Regions from separate parts of the Anas platyrhynchos genome. Here region 1 is linked to region 2. The links are chromatin contacts, called in public Hi-C maps. All regions are on one chromosome and are shown on one strand. The core of a region is the stretch at or near the end of the contact, and the rest is flanking DNA. Distances in the headings are between cores, read along the strand shown. Region 1 holds the start of SYT17 (synaptotagmin 17). Region 2 has its middle 18 kb from the start of SMG1.

The links. A called contact is a pair of places that touch in the nucleus more often than the background predicts.
Region 1: a Hi-C map of liver shows a contact between it and region 2, with 2.7 times the contacts expected there. The contact joins the promoter of SYT17 here to the enhancer-like site in region 2. A contact is called at or near these places in 3 of 8 Hi-C or Micro-C datasets (F1 follicle, liver and subcutaneous adipose tissue).

What each region holds. Positions count from the first base shown.
Region 1 is chr15:11,521,174-11,524,792 of IASCAAS_PekinDuck_T2T, reverse strand. It overlaps SYT17 (synaptotagmin 17), which reads left to right and starts at 2,094. Exons shown (of 11, transcript XM_072024142.1): 1 at 2,094-2,230. The coding sequence starts at 2,216.
Region 2 is chr15:11,457,288-11,461,059 of IASCAAS_PekinDuck_T2T, reverse strand. No RefSeq gene overlaps it. Among named protein-coding and RNA genes, the nearest start is that of SMG1, 18 kb to the right of the region's middle. Within about 2 kb of position 1,394, at least 2 of the 8 cell types and tissues checked have an H3K27ac peak or open chromatin away from gene starts, as enhancers often do.

The DNA.
Region 1 (3,619 bases), core at 845-3,344, 63 kb before region 2:
CCACAGCGAGCTCCGGTCTGTGAGGGAGGATGGCCGTGGCATTGGGTCTTCCTCTCTCCTTTATGTTGTCAAAGGAGTAAGTACAAAGGTGTGCGTGTTTGTATAGCGAAGTGTGACATAGTTTTTGTGACTCACAGCATTATGGCTTTAAAGAGTCAAAAAAAAAAAATCTGTCTTAAAAGTTTAAGCCTCTACTACATTGTAACATGAAAAAAAATCCATGTGCTTGCTTATTGCAAGCTGCATTAAGGCGGTGGTGAGTCAAGATGAAAAGAGCAGTGATATTCAAAGTAAAGACTGACATTTTAAACACTGGCACTTGGAAAGAGGCTGTGGAATGACAAAGAATCCAAGAGCGCAAATTGACAAACAGCTTGTACCACGGTTTAATCATATGCTCAAAACTGCCTGAAACAAAGTATTACAGTTTTTGTCTTGCTTATCTCCGCTGTGGTAGATCTTCTACAGCAGTAGCTGCTCTCCCTGGGGAAAAAGAGAATTTATGTTTTTAACTGGGAGTAAGGCCCTTCCCACCCTTCCCACGGAAGTCAATGGGAGTTTTTCATTGAATTCAGTGAGAACTTAAACGGGCCGTTAAATGAGATCAGTGGGGCGAGAGCCTTCCAAGTCCCCCAGACCCGCTCGCTGCCACAAGGAGCAGTAGTGACTCGTGTTTTTAGGCTGGCCAGCATTTGAAACTCTGCCTACTCTGTTCTGCAGAGCAGCATGCTTTTACCTCTCACCATTCTATGGTGCAACACATTGGGGTGCTGGGCAGCAGGGAGGCGCCTAGGAGCCTGCAGCTTCCAAATGCTCAGCTGGGCTGGGCTGCAAACCTCTGGCCTTGCTGCGTCTGTGCTTTGCTCGGAGCAGTGTGCTCGAGGCTGGCCAACAAAGTGCCCTTCATCTTTCATTGGTACTGCACAAACCAGGCCCCTTCTTCATCGCATGGCGAACACGTTGGGTACAAGATGGGTTTTCTTCTCCTCTCAACACATGCCTTTGCTCAGGGAAGGACAGCAGGAGGGTGCTGCATTGCAATTTCTCATGCAAGGCTTCAGTAGTTCTGGTCCCCTCCAGAGCTTGGGGCCAGGATCTGTCAGAAAATCTCCGTCTGGGAGGCTGTTTCCCATTTAAGGTATGTATTTGTGAGCTGGCAGCAGGACGGCTACGAGCCCCTGCCTGGTGGGCAGCAGTGCATCTCCCCAAGGAGCGGCACGTGGATACGGGCACTCTGCTCCAACAGCACGAGCGTTGGCTTTGTGCAGGCTTTTGCGGAAACCCGCGGGCTGGGAAGGTGCCAGCCACAGAATTTCCTCCAAGGCTGTGGGCAGGAGCCTTCATTTAGGGCGGCGTGTAGGGAAGCTGTAATTTGTGTGCTGCCAAGGCAGTGCTGAAGAGGAACAGCCCCATATCTCCACCTTTCCTGAGATTTCATTTTTGGGAGATTGACCTCAAAATGGGCCGCTTCCCTAACTGAGCTCCCTTTAAATGCTACCCAGACCCAGCCACCTGCTCGGTGGGGTTTGCCCGAGAGGTCCCACCACTGGGCTGCATCCCATGCCCCCTGTTCAGCCTGGGGGCTGACCTCTCAGCAGGTGGGCACGAAGCCAAGCAGCGATGCTCAGCAGGGACTGTGGGCACCTTCCTCCAGCTCCTCCTCACCCGGGGAGACGCGAGCGTACGTGCTATAACTCCGTGCACTTAACCTCCTGCAACAACCGCGTCCCTGTCACAGCTCAGGTGCGTTTAGGACATCTCTTACCGTCAGCTCCTCGGGGGAAAGCACAGGCGCAACAACCGCGTTACCCAGCGCGGCCTCGCCAGCTCCACACTTACATCCCTGGGCTTCTCCCGAGCGTCCCCCCGGGGGCCGAGGAGGGCTTCCCAGCCCTGAATTTCCACGCCGGGCCCTCTGGAGGTCAGTGTTTGCCCGTGCTGCGGCGGACCTGTTGCACCCGCGGGCAGCGCCGAGCCGTGCCGAGCCGTGCCGGGTGGCCGCCCGCCGGCTCCCCCCCCCTCAGAGCACGAAGCCCCCTCGCATTTTCCCGACGAGCTGGGGATGGGGGGGCCTCGGTGGCGGCTCTCCCCGCCCTGACGGCGCCCCCCAGCCCCGCGGTGCCTTCGTGGCCGCCCCCTCCCCGCCCGGGGCGGTGCCGTGCCGTGCCGTGCCGTGCCGGGGGGCGCAGCGCGGCGCAGCGGAGCCCCGCGGAAGATGGCGTACATCCAGGTGGGTGCGGAGCCAAGGTGCTGAGGGGGAGAATCCGGCCTGGAGGGGGTCTGGGAGGGGGCAAAGGGGGGGTCTCCGTGCGCTGTAGGCGCCGTCTGCGGGGCTGGGGCGCAGCGCGCTGGGTGCGCGCAACTTTGGGGGAACTTCTGGGGGCTCCGGGCAAGGAGGGCGGGGGGCTGGCAGCGAGACCCCGGCTTTTCGTGGTGCTCCGGACATCGCAGACAGCCCCGCTCTGTCCGTCCGTAGGAGCGGGGTGGCTCCGGCTGCGGGAGACCCCCCCCCCGAGGACTGGGTGCCTTGAGCCAGAGGGGGCTGCCGAAGCCCGCAGGAAACCCGGGGGGTGACGGTGACTTTGGGAGCCCCCCAGCCTGGGCATGGAGCGGTAGAGGCTGGGGAAGAAGGGGGAAAACGAGCGCCCCCGGCTGCGGCCAGCCCGAGCCCCCGGTAAGGCTGGACTGAATTGGGGCGGTTTTTGTAAAATCCGGAGCGATTTTGTCCCTCCGGCCCTGCAGTTTCCAGCCGCTTGTTTTTCAATCTCTGTGGCTCCGGAGGCTGCACCCCCAATTTAAAGATGAGCAGAGCGTTTCCAGCTGGATGAGACGTCCAGGAGCTGGAGCTCTGTTAGAGCCCCCCGCTGTCCCCCACCATCTGTGACCATTCCCCCCCCCTGCCATCCCCCTGTGGAGCAGGGGTCTTGGGGACCACCCCGGCAGCACCCCTGGGCTGGTGCTCGCGGTGGTCACCCCCTTGTCCCCAGGCTGTGGTGTTGGGGTGGTGGGGCTGGGGGGACCTTGTTGTCCCCACACTGCCGTGCTGGGTGCCACAGGAGGGGCACAACACAGCCATCACTGATGGAGACCCCATCCCAGCATCACTGGGGGATGCCACCGTGTGCCTTAACCCTGCTCTGAGTGCTGCCTTGGAGCAGATTTCCCTCCCGTGGGTGCTGCTGGGGGTGCCGGCCCCCTACTGCCTTCTGTCACATCCTTCTGCAAGCCTCTGCCCTTCCCCAGCACCCACCTCCTGCCCCGTGCCACCCAGGTGGATGCACGCAGCTGCTCCTGTTTGCTTTCCTTTCATGGGTCCCTGCCCTTATACCCTGCATGGCACTGCTGACTTGGCTGCCCGTTTGCACAGTAATGCCTAGCTCTTGTTATTTCTGCCCTCCCCTCTCCTGGTGGAGATTTCGGGGTGGTCACAGAGTCACTGTTATGTTGCCTGTGGCACTTGTGCTCTGTGGCTTGGTGACACACGCGAGCATTCACCCTTAACTGGTGGCCGGTGGTGGCCTCCAGCACGGCTGTGTGACACCAGCCTGCCTCAAGTCCCCACGGGCTGCTCAGAAATACCACCTCTTTTGCACGGTGCGTGCTACGGCGTTTGATTGCG
Region 2 (3,772 bases), core at 145-2,644:
TGAGAAACCTTCTGTAAAATGTTTATGGGCATTGTATTTTGGCTGAGCCCTCCTTCTGGGTTTGGAGAGAGGTTTTGTGAGCTGGTGCATGTGGAGTGAATAGGTACAGGGCTTCTCCCTTGGAAATCTCCTTCCAAGTGCACCGAGATCTCAGCGTCGCTCTGAGCGAGGCAGGCCCAGGGCACGGCAGGATTTCCAGCCTGGATGTCTGTGTCATGGCCTGATAAAAAGCACTGAAGCAGGATCCTCCCGACTCTCCCTTTGAAACCTTGTGAGTCAGAAGTATGTTGACACATACTCATTTTATCAAAGCCTGGTATTTGTTTCACCAACAGTGTTGATGCACAAGAGGCGCCGAGATCAAGCGCTGTGTGTTAGTGGTGGGCTTGCTCTCGCTCCCACTGGAGGCAATGCTGGTATTTGGGAGATGAACACACACCCATGCCCAGAGTACGTTTGCTGGGAAATTTATGGCCCCCCTCCACAGCTCAGAGGTCATTTCCTCTACAAGGGGTGTGAAAGTTTCTAGCTCTGCTCTTTCTACTTTTGAGTGTGTTTTTATGCTCGGTGAGGAAGTTGTTGGGAAGAGCGGGCAGCCAAATGGCTGATGCCAAATTCCACACCTTGTTCTCCCAGGAGAAGTGATGGAGCAGGAGAAAACATGACAAAGGTGCTTGCTGGGGTTCCTGGAGGCACTGGTCTGTGGCTGTCCGCATGGGGGTGGCACAGGACCCCGCTGCTTGCTGGGGTGCTCACCTGCCTCCACTCCTTTGACCTTGGGGCTCTTACTGCTGTCAAGAAGCAGCTCCCTCAGGCCCCTGTTTTACCAGAAAGTGGTATTCGGAGGAGAGAAATGGCTGCATTGCTGACAGCAGCAGTCATCCTGAAGTGTGGGTGGTGGCTGCCCAGACTTTCCTGTTCTTGCAGTGGTGTAGTGAGGAGGAGAAGGATGCCCATCGCCTGCGAGGAGCCGGTCCTCCCTGCCCACAGCTCCCACCACAGCACCATCCCACCCGCCCCAGCCCTGCAGGGCAGGACAGGTTCTGCCAAAGTCCAGATGTCACTTCTCATTTCCAGTCACGTTCATGGTTTTGTCAGTTTAATCCAATTTCTCCCTGTAGCATCAGATTTGCTCAGGGCATCCTTTCCCATCCAGGCACAGATGCAGCAGGGATATCCCCGTGCCCTGCAGCATCCCCAAAGGCTGCTGTGGGGCTGCACCCACCTTTAGGCACAGACTGGGGCTGGATGTGCAGAAGCAGCATGTCAGAGGCTGCCGGCCGTGTCGGGGACCGCTGTCAGTCCCTGCTGCTGGTCTCTGGGGATGCCCGGAGGTGCTTGCCCGGGCTGCGGGCGGCAGCGAGGAGCCTGACGTCACGGCTTCGGGTGCTCGCGCTGTCTCGCCTGCCAGAGCCTATTTTTAGAATTATCTCAGAAGTGTCTCCTTGCCGGGGTTTAGTTGCTTAGCAGCCGCCTCGTGGCTGGCGTGATTAGCACGGGAGCAGGCGGTTATTAATGCACACGTGCGGAGATTACCTTGTGGTTTCCACTGTTCAGTCACTGGCCAAAAAATCTAACATCTCACAGGCGTGCAGGGCTGGGGATGTGCTTTTCTATCACAGGGGAGGATCTCCATCCCACCTTCCCCAGGTCTAGGTGTCCCCTGTCCCCTGCTCACCCCTTAAGCACAGCAGACCCCTTTACTCCCTGCTTTGGGCCAGGCATCAAAACAGGGCTCGGGCTCCAAATATTCCTCTGGAAGTCCCCAACCTGCAGCCAACCAAGAAAACATGAAGCACAAAAGATTGGCAGGATGCTCTGTTTATTCTTTAGTGAGCCATTTTACTTTCAGATCATCTGTTTTCTCTGACATATATAGAATTGCATGTTTCTAAAACTGCCTACCAAGATTGCTGGTGTCTCTGGGTGGAATTATGTTTGTCGTAAAGTCGGTGATGCTCTTAGTCATAATAGGGCTCTCAGAAGACAAAGGGAGTTATTTTCTCAAATTGAAAAGTTTGGTACCTAAATTATATCTGCCCAAATTGATTAAACCAGATTGCTGAGCCACAGATAACCTTATAAATACATTAAGCTGAAGAAAAAAATCTTTTAAGTCTCCATGCCGTGACAGACTTCTTTTAAAGCTAGAAAATCCTGAAATGAGTTATGGTAGGTAGAAAGGACTTCTAGGGACAGGTTTCCAAAACGACAGGAGCCCAAGCTGGTGCACCGACTGCTGTGAGCACAGCCCAGCTACATCTGGCAGAGGAGTCCAAGAACCTCAGGAAGTGCCGTAGCTCCTGTTGCAGCACTCACGTCTCAGAACATGACTGCAGCATTCAAATCCAGGCCAGGGACCAGGTTCCTACACAAGGGAGGTGATCTATGAACATCTTTTCCTGTTTAGTCCCGCTGTGTGTTTTATGCCCAGTTCCTCATCTCCATGTCCCTCCCGGGCTGCAGGCAGGGAGCACTGGCTCCCAGGATGAAAGCCCTGTGGACATATATGTAATCCTAATGGTTTAGCACAAAAGGCAGAACTCAGGTATGAATTTTACCTTCTTTTTTACCTTTGTCAGCTCAGTCCACAGATTAGGTTCTATGCATTTCCAGAAAGTCATCCCACCTCCTCCATGTAACTAAGAGTGATGGGCTACCAGCCTTGATGTTTGTCATCCAGGACCAAGGTGGGGACGTGGCAGTGGGGCAGCCTTGCCTTTTCTGCAGGTGATGATGATATCAAAAGCCTTCCCTGCACCCCCATCACTACCCAGCTGGCTGGGACAGAGCTCATGCAGCTTGAGGAGAAGTGAAATAGAGTGCTGCACCAAGGGGGAGGCACGTCAGTCTGCCTACAGCTAGCACTCTAGAGTAATCCTTCATCACTTAGACATTAAATGGCAATTCCTGAGCTACTGGAAACTCAGCGTTTCAGGAAAATCAATCTCCCAAAGTGTGCTCGAGTGACGGAGCTGTTTCTTCTCCCTTTGTCCTCTGTGACCGATGTGGATGATGGGATGCAGAGGCAGGAGCTAAGCTGCTTTTCCTGACCAGCCCTAGCAAAGGTGAATCTGGCAAGCCAACAGCCCCAGATCCCAGGCCACAGCCATGCATTTCTGCCTGCAAAGACCACAGATGCTCTGGGTAAGGTGGGGCCTGAGCTCCTGGTGCTCTGTGAGCTACAGCCACTCATTTCTACTGCCTGTCACGTGCTGAGGCTGAATCAGCCCAGCCGTCTGCACAGGCATGCCCTGAGGTGATGCTGGAAAGGTTACTCCTTGGCTTTTTGCTCCTGTTAGTCACATCGGTGCCGGTGCCCGTATTGATTATTTTCAGACACCACGCAACGTTAAAGCACCAAATTGGGGCCCCCTGCCCTGGTGCAGCAGTGCAGTAGGAGCTTCGCTTGCTTTTCTTCAAAGCAGCATACACGATCAGGCCGTGTATTTCCAAAAACCAGCCCTCACTGTGCCTTTTCCACGTTTTTAATGAAACATTTTCTGCATTCAAATGCCTCCTCCTCAACTCTGTGTGACAGAGCCTTTGCTCTGCCACCTCCTGCCAGCTGGGAGAACACAGGGGCTGGCCCTGGGCCTTGGCTTTTCTCTTGATTTCAAAATCCATTTGGAATAAGAAATAATGCTTAGGTGTTTGAGGGCAGAGCTTTGTCCTGCTCCTTGTTTGCTTAGTGCTTTTTACTTTGGCAAGCACACCAAGAGTGAGAAAGGAAATGAGTGTTAACATTTGTCACACGTTTTGTAATATTATA